5 separate regions of the Mus musculus genome follow, and all the other regions are linked to region 3. A link is a contact called in public HiChIP or PLAC-seq data. All regions are on one chromosome and are shown on one strand. The core of a region is the stretch at or near the end of the contact, and the rest is flanking DNA. Distances in the headings are between cores, read along the strand shown.

Region 1 (2,700 bases), core at 200-2,699, 280 kb after region 3:
GGCTATTTCCCCCATGGAGGGGCAGAGCTTCCCTTTCCTTTCCTTCCCTTTCCCCTTCCCCTTCCCTTCCCCTTCCCTTCCCTCCCCTCCCCTTCCCTCCTCTTCCCTTTGTTAGGAGCTATGATGCAAGACCACAGTTACACTTCATATGCTACTGGACCCTGCTAAAGACAGGCTTCTCTCTCATAGAAATGAAAAGAATAGCCTGGAGTACAAAGAGCCTGTGCCACGACAGACAGCTCAGGGTGCTATGTTAAATAAAGTAACTCGCTCATGAGTTGGTATCCCCTTTATTAAACAGGTTCTTTTCTTTGGTGGACTAAGATTAAAAAAAGCAATTACTAGTCTACAGGAAGAAATCAGTTGCCAAAATCTAGCTTTCAACTCACAGAAAGCTAGATGTTCCCTTTTCTAATTCCCATCCACTATGGCAAGATACTGAGAAACGACTAAAGTGATGTTTCTCTCATCTTAAAGGGTGAAGAGGGTACTTTAACCACTTCTGTGTTCATTATAGTTTGAAAACTGTGAGGCAAATACTCAAGAAATTCACTCAGGTAAAGAGACTTAACAGATGCCAGTAACAGGAGCAGAAGTTCTGAGTGCTGAAAGAAACAGAAGAATTAAGTAGGCAACAATATGGCCTAATTAATTAGACTGAAGCTTAAAATCAAACACTCTAAGCAAAGCAAAATCCTGTTGTCCCTCTAAAGACTTCATCTGCACTGGGGAGAGGACTTCCACTCTTCACAGATGTTCTACTGCACACATCTGCATCATGGGAAAACAAGGCCAGACTTAGAGGTGACAAGAAAGATCACTTGCATTTTTGCCCTAGTCCAGCAATATGGGCAGAGTTCTTTCAAACTGCTACCTATCCAAAGCCTTTATAATTTGCCAAAGTTTGAAGTAATTTGTTCTTTCAAAGGAAGAAAGCAACAACAAGAAACAATAGTGTGTTTCCTGCCTTATGAAGAATACAACAGAGCTTCCCAACTGCACGTCCTAGAGACACATGCCAATTGCCTCACATGTACAGGAAAGCAGCTACTGATAGAGGACCAAACAGAATGGTCTACACAGGGAGGACAGAGCACAGAGCACACACGAACTGCCAGATTTCACCCCTGAGGCTGGCACATACACATTCCAGAAGGCTGGGGATCCTGGACCTTTGACAACCAAATTCCATCATCTTTCTCTGAGAGAACAGTTATCTTTCCAGAAGATGCATCAGAGAAATGCTACCCAGAGCCTTGCCAGGCCTATCTGCACTTAGTGGTCCTGGCCCTGCTTCCATTGTTCTTCCGTCTGTGTTGAGCCTCCATCTGAGACCATGCAGAACCACCTGAGCAAGAATCATGTTTGCCTGCACGCACCAACATGATCTCAGCCATGAGCCCACGATATGCCATGTGTGAGTCACAGGCAGTGATGATGGTAAAAAGAAAAACTAATATTTGGAGTTCACCAAATAATGAGTCACGCTCCTGGGAGAAAAGGAATCCTTACAGCTGGCAGCTCCTTAGTATGAAATTTTTAAATTGTTGTAACATTAATATTAATTCCATGAAAGCTGGCAAGAAGGAAATGAGTGAGAAATGCAGTATTTGGTTGCCTGGTACCATGTAAAGCCCAGTTCATGCTCCAAGAACAAGAATGAGAAGGACATCGACTGCCTACTCCTGACGTGCGTGCCTCCCACACTCACCCTGACAAGCTGCTCCATCTCCCACACAACACTTCCATACTAATTTTGACCCTCATGAGTTAAAAAGAAGTCTTGCTTTCTCGGTACCCAAATGCCAAGTGGGATCTTGTGGGCTCTCACCTTTATAAAGGGAATGTTTGAAAACAGGCCCCTTTGGCTGTGACATCAGTGAGTTGCTGAGGCCTGCAAGGGCCGGAGGAAAGATTCCCAGTCCCTCGCAGCGCTGCCGCACTCCTACGGTACAATCTGGCAATGGCCAGGGACCAAAGCTTTAAAGCTGTTTTATGGTATTTAACATATGGTCATAAATTGCTCAGTGCTCTAAAGAGGGGCTAAATTTGCCACCCCTATTGATGAGACATGTTCTTATTTATTTAAATTTAGTGGCAAACTGGCATTTCTCCAGAAGGAGAGGGTTAGGCACAAGTACAAAGAAAGAACTAATGAGAGCTGGTTTGCAGCTCTGCTATGTACTGAACACAACCACTATCAAGCAGGGGCTTACCATGAGAAAAACAATAATAGGGACAGATTCCAATGTCTAAGGCCCAAGGAGGGGGAGGAGTACAGATTTGATTCGGAATACATTTTTTATTTTTTTCAGAATACATTTAAAAACTTTTAATCATTTTCTCTTTTTCCTCCAACAAGGGCTGTCTACCCATCTCTCTGTTGCCTCTGCCTCTTTATTCTCCTCACAAATTAGAGATCCTTGGTCTTTACTTGAAATCTCTGTAATTCCCTAGAATATCCCAAATCTTGCAAGCATTTTCTGATTTTGCCATATTTTTGGCTAAGTTTTTTTTAATGGATATAATTCTCCATCTCTAAAAATATAATCCTACCAAGATATTAAGTTCCCTTCCCTCTACAAGTCAGCAATCATATAGCATTTGAGTGTGTGGAGGGTGTATGCAAATGATATTAACAGGGATGGTGTCAACAGGTAAATACCAAAGCAGCGTCACCAGTGAATTCGGTTTTATATC
Region 2 (2,700 bases), core at 148-2,647, 410 kb before region 3:
CCAATCTAAGAGTATAGCAGAATATCTAAAATTTCAACTTCTTGATGGAAAATTGCTTCCTTTTTTTCTCCTTTACACCCCTACCCCTAGCTTCCCCCCATCTCCCACCCTTTTTTTTTTTTTTTGGAGACAGGTTCTGGCTATGTATCCCAGGCTAGCCTTTAACTGGCTAGCCTCCTTCATTAGCCTCTTAGGTATTAGGAATACAGGGATATGACTCCTTACTGGCCTTAATTTGGTTTCCTAACTATATTGATCTAGCTGACAACAGTAGTGCCTGCTTGTAATTCCAGTTCTGGAGGCTGATGCAGGAGGATTGTTGAGTTTGAGGCCAGCCCACTTAGTGATTCTGTCTAGAAATAGAAAATAAAATTAAGGATTGAGAAGTAGCTCTGTGGTAGAGTGCTTCTCTGCCCAGTACTAAGTCCTGGATTCAATCCCCAGGACCTCCCACAACCACGAATCCTACCAGGAAGAGCCTGTGCTGACCAACAGATATAAATAATGAAGAAGTGATACTGTACTTATTAGTCAGCCCATTATAATTCTGATTAATGCTAATTGTCTTTTCAGTGCCAGCTCTTTCTTAAGTGAGCCAAGAGCAATGGAATTACAAACTCTTGACCTCAGACCAACATAATTTAGAAGAAGAATGTGTTATGGGCGTATGTGTGTGAGTGTGCCTGTGCACTATGTGTGCTTGCATGTGTGTGTGTGTGCTTGTGTGTGTGTGTGTGCTTGTGTGTGTGTAGGCCAGAGGTTAACTTTGAGTGTTGTTCCTCAGAAGCCAGCCACCTTGTATGTTGAGACAAGGTTTCTTAATGAGACCTGGGGCTCACTGATTTGGTCAGGATGGCTCGTCAGCGAGCCTCTGTAGTCATCCTTGACTCATTTGTACCACCATGCCTTGCTTTTTTACATTGAACTCAAGTTCTCATATTTGTTCAGCAAAGATGTTACACCTAGAGCTCTCTGCTTAGCTCTCCCTTTTCTTTCTTCTACCCCTTCTCTCTCTCTCTCTCTCTCTCTCTCTCTCTCTCTCTCTCTCTCTCTCTCTCTCTCTGTCTCATCCTTGAACTCCTGGCAGTACTCCTGCCTCAGCTTTCTAACTGCTGAGCCACATGCCTCGACCCGACACACATATTTTAAGGCCATCTATCTTTCTATTAATTTGTCCATGCACCAAATGAGAAGAAACATGTAGAATTCAGACTCCTGATGCTTCTGTCCTTCCAGAGGGGAAAGCTTATTCAGTTTACTAGAACTGTTCAGCCAGAGTCACTCCCCTGGGTCCTGCCTTTTTACCCTTTTCAACACCTGTGACCTCTGAGACACTGAGGCCCATGTCGATACAGTTTAAACATCTCTGCCCTTTTGCTTTTTCGAATGCCATTTGTCATGGTTGGCTTGAGTCATAGCCTAGTAAATTTGGAAAAGATACACAGTGAACTTGGCCAGGGCCAATGTCATGAAGGCTGAAACAGCCCATCTGGTGCACCCCTCCTTCCTTATCACACATTTTAAAAACAGGGCAAATAAAACAAGGCAGCATAAAGCAATCACAATGGCTATGCTCTCTAAATGAGGAAATCATGGGCTGTATTTGCCACGCACACATTTTACAGCCTCTTAATGGAAGACTGTTCTTCTTGGTCTCCATCTCCTCCCTGTCCTTCCCTGGACTGCCACTACTGCTGAGCTCTGTCCTGATCTTTGCTGGCCCTGACCTGTTCTCCATCCTCATCTTCCTGTGATCCATCCTACCTCCTTTTTTTTTTTTTTTTGGATTGGCGCCTCTCCTGTCATTCAAGTTTCATCTAAAATGCTACCCTTCAGAGAGGCTGTCACTGATGGCCTCACCTAATCACTTTCTAGCACACTCTGCACAGCAGAGTCCCAAGGCTGGTTTAAGAAGAGCTGGGGATCAAACCCAGGGCCTCAAGTATGTTACATGCATAAGGTCTTTACCAATTGAACAACATCTCCACCCCAACACACACACACACACACACACACACACACACACACACACACACGTGTATATATAATCTTATCTATTTATTTTTGTTTTTGTTTTTGAGACAAGGTCTCTCTGTGTAGCCCTTGGCTGTCCTGAAACTCACTCTGTAAACCAGGCTGGCCTTGAACTCAGAAATCTGCCTGCCTCCTCCCTGACCCCTGGACCCCAAAGGTGGGATTGAAGGTGTGTGCCACTATGCTCAGCTGACTCAGAAATCTTTTATTATATTATATTTTCCCTGTTCAGACTCTCCTAATATAGGGAGAGGAGAAAGAAAGGCAGAGAACAAAAGAAAATGTTTCTGACCTGAGACATTAGCGGCATCCAACTATTTCTCTCCTTAAGGGCAAAGTGCTTTGATCTACCTCCTTTGGGTTTTGATCAGAGATTTTAAAGCTGTGCCAAGTAAAAAGCTGACGAGTTAGATGGAGGCTCTCACTCAGTATTTGTGAGCACTCACCCAGGCTTTACTGCCATGTGAAATCAGGCAAAAACAATCTAAGTGCTTGAATTTAAGTAGCCAAGTTTAAAAGCAGAGTAAAAACACTTGCGCTGAGGATTTTTTTCAAATGAGACTAAAAAAGAAAAACAAAAACAAACAAGCAAACAAAAACCCTTATTGGCAGCAGATGGGATAACAATAACTTCCAAAAAGGCCTGGAAATAGGAAGTAATGTTAC
Region 3 (2,700 bases), core at 192-2,691:
CCAGAGGTTTGGCACTCCTGTGTTCCAGCAGTCTACATGTGCATCTGTACATTTACATGTCTGACTCTCCCACCCCTGGACAAATGTGTGCACCTCACCTCTTCTGCACCTCCAGGCCTACTCCAGGGTTAGGTTCACAGCATACATTTCAATGTTTGCTGAGTTGACTTAAATATACATAGGGCTTTCCGTGACAATAGGACATTAGCCTGTGCATGTTCTGCTGTTCCTGGTAACAGTACTACTGACACAGCAGGTTTGGAGCAAAGACGACAGATGGTAAAAGAGGCAGCTGCCAAGTGTCAGAAATGGCTGCAAGTGGCTTGGGACAGGCAGGCAAAGGGGAGAAAACATCCTGTCTCTTTCTGAAGTACTTACTTTTTGCAATCATTGTTGATGTTTCATTGATAAGTATAGTTACATTTATTGTTGGCTATAAACAATCCAATAATAGGTCTGCAAACTGAAAGGGACCACTTTCTGTACATATAAACAGACAGGTTACACTCTAAGGACTTAACTCTAAATAAACTGTGTAATTAAGTGACAACAGGAGCTAAGTGTGTGAGGCTATGCCTTGATGACAATTGGGCTAGCAGAGCTCAGCATCTGAGAAGAGAGAGAAAGCCTGTTGGATGAATGTACACTTGCACTGACCAGGCTGCTCATCTACAGAGAAATCTTATGTGCATGAGTAGTTGTATAATTTTTTAAGCATGAAAAAAACATTTTAAAGCCAGGGGTAGTGGCATGTGCTGATCATACCAGAACTCAGAGGGAAAGACAAAAGGATCAGGACTTCAAGTTTGGTTATAGAGTAAGTTTAAAGGCAGCCTGGGGCACAAGGGAACTTATTTTTTAAAAAGAAAGAAAAACACTTGAAGAAAATATTATTATATTCTTATAACTCTGACCATAGGTAAACGTGGAATGGAAAGCCTTTGGAAGTTTTGTTTTGTTTTGTTTTTTTGCAGCTCATGAGAACTAATATGCTAATATTGTAGGCTAAAGATTTACACACACACACACACACACACACACACACACACACACACACATACACACACACACACTCCTGGTTTTAGGACGTGCTGGCTGGACATGGGAGTGGAGAAGCTGTGAGACTGAATACTTGGGTCAGAAGAGCCAGTGTGGTGAGATGCACTGCAGTGTGACGCAGCAGAATGAAAAGACATCACCTAGCATGGATCATAAACAGATTCTTTGAAAGACCAGAGACGAAGATCAATCAGTCCTTGCTTAAACATTGGATGGCTGCCTGGTACAAAGGCCTATTTTGCTTTGCTATGTAATTTCCTCACTACTTAGCTACAAAAGCGTATCAGAATTGAATTCTAGTGCTCTGTCTAAATGGGAGCTGAGTCACAGGTACCTGATGCTGTGTCTGCAGGCTGAAGTGGATGACTCACGTCTGTGAAATTCTGAGAGAAAGTACCACCCGACCCCTTGCTTAGTCATCTTTTGCATGGATGCTGGGTTCATGAGCTCTGTAAACTATAATGAGCTATCTAGCCTTTTACCATCTCTTTCTTCTTTTCTAAACAGTACAAATTACAGCTCTAAAAATAACCTCATCTACGCAAGTGAGTCACTGTGACCTAACAAGCTTCCACAAGTAGTTACCCAGCTCAGTTGTGATATTTACTTGTGAAGGTACAAATCTTGTTGTCATATTAGCCCCCATTTTCTTCTCCCTCAAGCTTCAGATAAGAATTTGGTGAACTGGGGAAAGGAGAAGGGAAGAAGGTTTCAGGGAACATTTTTTTTTTTTTAGGAAAAAAAAAAAAACATAATGTACCCAATGCTTGAGATGTTCAGGATTGTAAATAGAGCTTGTGGGGAAGGAATTCACTGGAAGCTATCCCTGGGCTTGAGATGTTTTTCAGTTTTTCAGAAGGTTTGCCTAGCATTTATAAGACCCAGGGTTCCATGCCCAGCACTGCATAAACTTGGGTGTGGTTGTAAGATCAAAAGTCCAAGGTCGTCCTAGGCTACCTAATGAGTTTGAGGCCACCCTGGACTAGAAATCCTGCTAATCAATCAATCAGTCAGTCAGTCAAATAAGTAAAGCTATTCCTACCAGCATATGAGAGCTAGAATTTTAATATTTTAGGCTAAAGACGTTTCTCTTAGTAAGGAGAACATATTGACTATGGAAAGACATCTCTTGATAATTCTATTTTCTTAACAATTCTGGACTGTAAATGTATGACTTTTTTGATAAAAGGCATAGCTGCGCCAATAAGTTTGTATGCATTAAATGTTCATCTTTGGATCCTAGAGACATACACTAAGCCTTGGCACTCTACCTGTCCACTTGGCTACTTTCTGACGCTCAGGCCTGACCTCTGGTCTTCAGATTGCCTGGTGAGACTTCCATTGCCAACTCGCTGTCTTCCTACCCCAGCCTGTACAATGAATTCAACCAGGGGCAGGAAGCGGCTGTCTCCATGGAGCTCCTCTCTTCACGAGTGAGGCAAAGCTGCTCAGATACCAAAGTGCCACTCACTCACACTCTGGCTTACTTGGGGAGACTGGAAAGGAACAAACTTCCTACTACCACCAAGCCTAACACTTGCCACCACTGTCCCAGCTTCTCCTGTCAGAGGTCAGACCTCTTGGCCTCACCCAGACAGTCACGTGAACAGTCGCAACTAGCTGCTGAGGGTGCTTAGGGAT
Region 4 (2,700 bases), core at 59-2,558, 310 kb before region 3:
GATGTCTCCTACTACTGCCTCTGCTCAGGCAGAGGTGCAGGGCAGGGTGGGAAGGGGAGGGGAGGGGAGGGGAGGGGAGGGGAGGGGAGGGGAGGGGAAGGGAGGCGGGAGACTGAAGAGAGACAGCTCAGTGGGTAAAGTGCTCGCTATGCAAGCGTGAGGACCTGCGTTGGAATCCGCAGTGCCCATGTAAAAGCCAGGCACAGCAGTGTACCCCTGTACTCTCCTTGGGGTAGAGACGGTGCACCCTTGAAATTCACTAGCCAGCTAACTAGCCATATTGGTGAGCTCCAGGCTCAGAGGGAGACTGGGTCTCAAAATACAAAGTGAGGAGGGCAGCGAGTTGGTTCAGTGAGGGAAAGTGCTTGCTACACACAAGCCTGAAAACCCAGAGTCTGAGTCCTGGAAGTCCATGATGGAAGGAGAGAACTGGCTTCTCAAAGATGACCACGCACCTCCCACGTGTATACACACCACACACAAATAATAACATCAGAGGGCTGGAGAGAAAACTCAGCAGTTAAAAATGTTTGCTTGCAAAGGACAAGCATTCAGTTTTCATGCCAAGCAGCTTATAGCCGTCTGTGTCTCTAGCTCTAGGGACCCCCAACCCTCTCTTCTGGCCTCTGCAGGCACAGGAGGGCACACAGGCACACACACATGCACACAAAAGAAATCTTTGAAAATTTAATGCTGGTGAGTTATTGATTGGAATATGACATTGTCCTCTGGCCTCAACTTGTAGGAGCACAAGGAGTACATGTATACATGTACCTGAATGCACATACCCACATGCCCCCTCCCAAAGAGAGAGGAGGAAGGGAAGAGAAGAGGAGAAGAAGGAGGAGGAGGAGGAGCACTGACAGAGCCTGGTGATCAAAGCCTGGGCTCCATGCATATGACAGTAACTATGTGGAGGAGGAGTGGGAGCACTGACAGGCTGAGGAACCAGGCCCTGGTGAACAAAGCCTGGGTTCTATGATCATGACAGTTACTAGGAGGGGGAGGAGGAGGAGGAGGAGGAGGAGGAGGACTGACAGACTGAGGAGCCAGCCCTAAAGCCTGGGCTCCATGCTCAGGACAGTAATCCTAACAGTCACTAGGTGCTAGAACGCCCACAGGGCCCAGTGTTTTGTAGACAAAGTAGTCCTTCCTCATGTGACACTGAGGAGCTATCACGGCTTCTGCAGCATGGAGATTCACACTGAGCCCTGGGTCCTGGTTAGGCTTCCAAAAGGAATGTTCTCTGTAAGCAGAGTGAGTCAAGCCTGTGCCGTCTCCCTGGTGACAAGAACACAGCAGCGATCCTTCTGCAAAGCAAATACCCAGCACGCTCTATGCTCTGTGCTCTGCTCCGTGCAGGAAGTCAATGAACCCAGTCAGACATTTCAGCTTTCATTACCTGGGTTTCTGTCAACAACAGAGAGCCCAGAGAAAACAACCACTGCTGAGCTATGTGAGGGGCCCTGACAGCCAACTGTCAAGGATATGAGACAAGACAGAGAAAAGCAGAGGAAGCGAACTGAGCGATTCACGATGTTGTGAGCCACTCTGAACAGATGGCTCATGTCCCTGAGAGACAGGAGGTGGGACTGGAGCCAGCAGGGACAGAGCCTGCTTGTGTAGTAGACGGGCTCCTATTGCCCCTTTAACAGTGCAGTGGTCAGGGCTATGTTCAGGAATGGTTTGATCCAGGTTCTTCCCTCATAACTTTCTAGGTGACTTTGGCTGTTTAAGAATGTCTCTAGCCACAGAGCCCACACCATAGTACCTGTGCCCAACGGTGTACAGATTACAGGAGATATTCACGTGGAAGATCTGATGCAGGTCCAGCACTCAGGGATGCTCTGCGTACCGAGGTTACGACCCAGCTGGGTCCTAGACACTTCCCCTTGCTGTTCCCAAATTCCCACCTTAATCTCTTTGCTAGTCCCCACATCAACTCACTGAGCTCTGGCTCCTTCTTCTGCCACATTTAATCCTGCCTTGTTGTCCAGGGTACCAGTAGAGAATCCAGTGATGGAAGGGTTGAACTTCTTCAGGATGTCTTTAGAGAGGGATGAAGCAAAGAGCACAGCTGAAAGGAACTGAGGTGGGCATGTAGTTTGGAAGCACATGTGGGTGGGAGTGTGTGTGTGGGTGCTTATCCCTCTGGGGCTGGCCGATTTCCTCCCCTGCAGACAGTGCCCTCTTTCCCCCACTGTAGGCAGAAGCCCTTAGTCTCAGTGAGGGTTATGGTGGACATTTTGGTGAGGGATACTTACTGGGAAGTGTGGTATGGGTCTCCAACTTTCCATCTCCTCCAATGCTGAGGAAGAGAAAGTAACTTTGTCAGTCAATGTTGCACTGACCTTCGGCCTCCTGGGCTGTCACAGGTAGGAGTCAGGACAGAGGGATTCTGTCCTTGAGGCATTTCTCCTTCCACCCTCAGAGCTAACCCAAGCATCACCCAGTCTCTTTGGATATCAGAGTTGGGCCATGTGGACTAGGCCTACCCCTGAGCAGGTGGTGGGGAATCCACTTGCTATACCTCTTTTGTTTGTTTGTTTGTTTTGTTTTGTTTTGTTTGAAACAGGGTTTCTTTCTGTAGCCCTGGCTGTCCTGGAACTCTGTAGACCCACTCTGTAGACCTGGCTGGCCTTGAACTCACAGAGGTCCGCCTGCCTTTGCCGCCTGAGTGCTGGGCTTAAAGGCTTATGC
Region 5 (2,700 bases), core at 129-2,628, 410 kb after region 3:
GAATTGGCGCGGTTTCACATGATTGGTCCATTTAAACATTAACAGACTGTCAGAAGGGCGGGAGATAGGGAGGCACTAGGCCAGTCAGGACATGTAACGACAGGCCTGCCCGGGCATGTCCTAGCCTGTTCTGCTATGTTCTCAGCCCCAGGTTTCAAAGCTCACAAACAACTCTTTGGGCTATTTGACATAAATTACATGAATCACAGGTCTCAAGGTTTATTTCCTTTCAGATTCTCATGAACTCACTAAAGGGTTCATGGAGAACCTCACCTAGCCCACAGCGGAGTGAAGGTCAAAGTTCCGGGGAAATTCTGATGGCCACTGCTGGAGCTCTTTACATCCTGGCCTGCATAATCAGGGGCTCTAGGATACTAGCTTCTACCCCTTCCAAGCCCTCTGACTCTTCTCCTCTGAGCTGGGAACAGAAAATCAACCTTGCTCTAACTCTCAAAGGATGGAGTCCCTATGATGGTGACCCCTTCTGTTCCTGGAACCTTGTCTGCCCCCACTCATCTAGGTCATGAGTTTCTACTACATGTAAAAGAAATGGCCTCTGATATACCATGTAGTCTGCCCTGCTGTGTTGAACACCCATTCTGCCAGGCTCTCCTGGACCCCCTGACATTGTCTGAATTAGTAGCTACAACAGTCCCATCATACAGGTAAATAGATGCAGAAAAGCTGAACAACCTGCCAGAGATCACACAACCAGTACATCAGTCAAATGGGGGTTTTGGATCTGTCTGACCCCACCCCATTTGTGCATGGTTCCACTTGAGAAAACATCTCAGTTGTGAGTTTTTCAAATGGCAGAGAGGCTTCAATACAAGTGAGAAGGCAACCCACTCACCATCCCTAAAAGATGACTGAGGTAACAAAGAGACTGAAGAGAGATTAAAAGGTCCTTCTGCATGGTGTCCCTGAAGTTTGGGATGCCTAAACCCAATCAGGTTCTCATGCCTCAGCTCCTGGACAGGGGAAGGAGGCAGAAGTGTATGCTTAGACATCAGTGCCAGAGGAGGGTAGGCCTGACTGCCAGGCCAGCCTAGAGCAACTGAGGCAGCTCCCTAAAATGATCCCTGGAAGGCAATTCCATTCCGAACCAAATGCAGAGAGCAGGGCTGACCCGAGTGCTCTAGAGCAAATCTGGCCCCCAGCACCATGTAGAAGGTAGTGGGGACCCTGACAATTTACATCTGCTCTCTCCTGAGCCCCTAGTCAAATCCTTGAAAAAGAAATGGTGTGTCATCATGTTTCAGCCATTTCTGAAACCACAAGCAGACTAAGGAATTCAGCCTGCAGTGTGGGCTCTGAATAGCTCTATGGAGGGAGAGGCCTTGAAAAGAAAAGCAAGTGGTATCTACTTGTCAGATGGAATGTGTGAAGACATCCAGGAGGAATGTGGGGGCTCTGTTCGGGTGGCTCGGGCAGTTTGGCCTCTGAATCATGCCATGTGGGTTCAGATTCCTAACAGATGAAGCCTCAGGGCTGACATCACTCTCGCAAGATCACCCGGGAGCTGCGGTGCTGCCCAGCAAGTGTTTTACCTTGGGGATTTTCCCAACCACATTTAATATCTGTCATTCCTTCCAACTCACCCATTTTCTGTCATCTGGAATTTGACAAACTAGGACTCTTATAAGCCTGTTTCATTGCTGGTACCCCCCTCCTGTAAGATGAGGCATTCTTAGAATGGCATGTGCTCTCTCTCTCTCTCTCTCTCTCTCTCTCTCTCTCTCTCTCTCTCTCTCTCTCTCCCTCCCTCCCTCCCTCCCTCCCTCCCTCCCTCCCATAGTTTCCAGGTAGCCTCAGCTCTGGTGACTTCTGATCTCTGTTGTTACACTTCAGCCTCTCACTCCCAGGACGACAGTACCTGCTTGAAACCCCCAGGCCTGCTCTGGCCATGGCCAGTTTCCTCCCATCTTCTCCATCTTTCTTACCTTCCTCAGTTTCCTGCATTTTCTCCTTCCTGTTGAGTCCCTCCTGGTTGTTGTTCCTCCCTCAGCAGTAAAGAGTCTCTGATTGTCCTTCTCAGCCTTTATCCCCTGAAAACAACAATTCCTCTGTTGTCCCCTTCTTCCCCCACACCTGCCTGAGGCAATCTAGTTCAAACTCTCTGCTCCTGTGGCAAGCATAGAGGAAATGGTACCTGCTGTGATTTGAATCCAATTGGTCCCCTCACACTCACATTCTGAGTGCTTGTCCCCCAGGGGGTGGCACAGAGGACCTGGAGGACAAACAGCCAGGCCAGCAGGTGAGTTGCTAGGCACAGGCCTTTGAAGGCTATGTCAAGCCACACACTCCTACCATGAAGTGCTTTTCTTGTCCTTACGGACCCCTGCCCCAGCCCTGGAATAATGAGGAAAACAACCCTCTCCTCCTCTTTTACTCAGTTCTTTGGTCACAGTGATGCAAAAGTAACCAACACGGTATCGCATGCAGGGCACAGGGAGAGATTCATGATCTTCGTGTTTATCCCTGACACAAGCTCTTCCCACAGGCAGTCAAGAAAGCCTCTCCGCCTGTCCTTCCTAAACCCTTCCCTAGACAAGACTAAGCAATGTCTGCCTTCCCTGTAAGGTTTCCACAGCAAACTTGAGCCACTGTAGTGCAGAATTACATGCAAGTGGTCATCCACACCCTAGCACAATCGAGGTCATAAAGAGGTGGCAGTCCTGCTATGTCACTGGAGTCCCA

What was found. HiChIP or PLAC-seq counts read pairs in DNA pulled down with a chosen protein or histone mark.
Region 1: a contact with region 3 is called in a FOXA1 HiChIP or PLAC-seq map of pancreatic cancer cells. The contact joins two enhancer-like sites. A contact is called at or near these places in 3 of 484 Hi-C or Micro-C datasets (cerebral cortex, cortical neurons and embryonic fibroblasts), 1 of 115 datasets of contacts at active chromatin or transcription factors (pancreatic cancer cells) and 1 of 9 other capture datasets (liver).
Region 2: a contact with region 3 is called in an HNF4G HiChIP or PLAC-seq map of pancreatic cancer cells. The contact joins two enhancer-like sites. A contact is called at or near these places in 1 of 115 datasets of contacts at active chromatin or transcription factors (pancreatic cancer cells) and 1 of 9 other capture datasets (embryonic stem cells).
Region 4: a contact with region 3 is called in an HNF4G HiChIP or PLAC-seq map of pancreatic cancer cells. The contact joins two enhancer-like sites. A contact is called at or near these places in 1 of 115 datasets of contacts at active chromatin or transcription factors (pancreatic cancer cells) and 1 of 9 other capture datasets (embryonic stem cells).
Region 5: an H3K27ac HiChIP or PLAC-seq map of the NIH/3T3 cell line shows a contact between it and region 3, with 3 times the contacts expected there. The contact joins two enhancer-like sites. A contact is called at or near these places in 1 of 484 Hi-C or Micro-C datasets (cumulus cells) and 7 of 115 datasets of contacts at active chromatin or transcription factors (the NIH/3T3 cell line, VIP interneurons, cardiomyocytes and 3 more).

Annotation. Positions count from the first base shown.
Region 1 is chr5:31,749,905-31,752,604 of GRCm38.p6, reverse strand. The region is part of intron 3 of Babam2 (BRISC and BRCA1 A complex member 2); the gene reads right to left. Among named protein-coding and RNA genes, the nearest start is that of Babam2, 53 kb to the right of the region's middle. Within about 2 kb of position 1,449, at least 64 of the 459 cell types and tissues checked have an H3K27ac peak or open chromatin away from gene starts, as enhancers often do. A contact at or near this core is called in embryonic fibroblasts and pancreatic cancer cells, where this site is marked.
Region 2 is chr5:32,440,263-32,442,962 of GRCm38.p6, reverse strand. No RefSeq gene overlaps it. Among named protein-coding and RNA genes, the nearest start is that of Ppp1cb, 17 kb to the left of the region's middle. Within about 2 kb of position 1,397, at least 33 of the 459 cell types and tissues checked have an H3K27ac peak or open chromatin away from gene starts, as enhancers often do. A contact at or near this core is called in pancreatic cancer cells, where this site is marked.
Region 3 is chr5:32,034,677-32,037,376 of GRCm38.p6, reverse strand. The region is part of intron 10 of Babam2 (BRISC and BRCA1 A complex member 2); the gene reads right to left. Among named protein-coding and RNA genes, the nearest start is that of Gm52770, 37 kb to the right of the region's middle. Within about 2 kb of position 1,441, at least 115 of the 459 cell types and tissues checked have an H3K27ac peak or open chromatin away from gene starts, as enhancers often do. A contact at or near this core is called in the NIH/3T3 cell line, embryonic fibroblasts and pancreatic cancer cells, where this site is marked.
Region 4 is chr5:32,344,984-32,347,683 of GRCm38.p6, reverse strand. Plb1 (phospholipase B1) reads right to left here. Exons shown (of 59, transcript NM_001081407.1): 49 at 2,265-2,308; 50 at 1,948-2,047. The region is part of intron 1 of Gm36840 (a long non-coding RNA gene); the gene reads left to right. Among named protein-coding and RNA genes, the nearest start is that of Gm36840, 8.5 kb to the left of the region's middle. Within about 2 kb of position 1,308, at least 168 of the 459 cell types and tissues checked have an H3K27ac peak or open chromatin away from gene starts, as enhancers often do. A contact at or near this core is called in pancreatic cancer cells, where this site is marked.
Region 5 is chr5:31,628,964-31,631,663 of GRCm38.p6, reverse strand. All of the region lies in intron 7 of Rbks (ribokinase), which reads left to right. The region is part of intron 2 of Gm38424 (a long non-coding RNA gene); the gene reads right to left. Among named protein-coding and RNA genes, the nearest start is that of Mrpl33, 16 kb to the right of the region's middle. Within about 2 kb of position 1,378, at least 145 of the 459 cell types and tissues checked have an H3K27ac peak or open chromatin away from gene starts, as enhancers often do. A contact at or near this core is called in the NIH/3T3 cell line and pancreatic cancer cells, where this site is marked.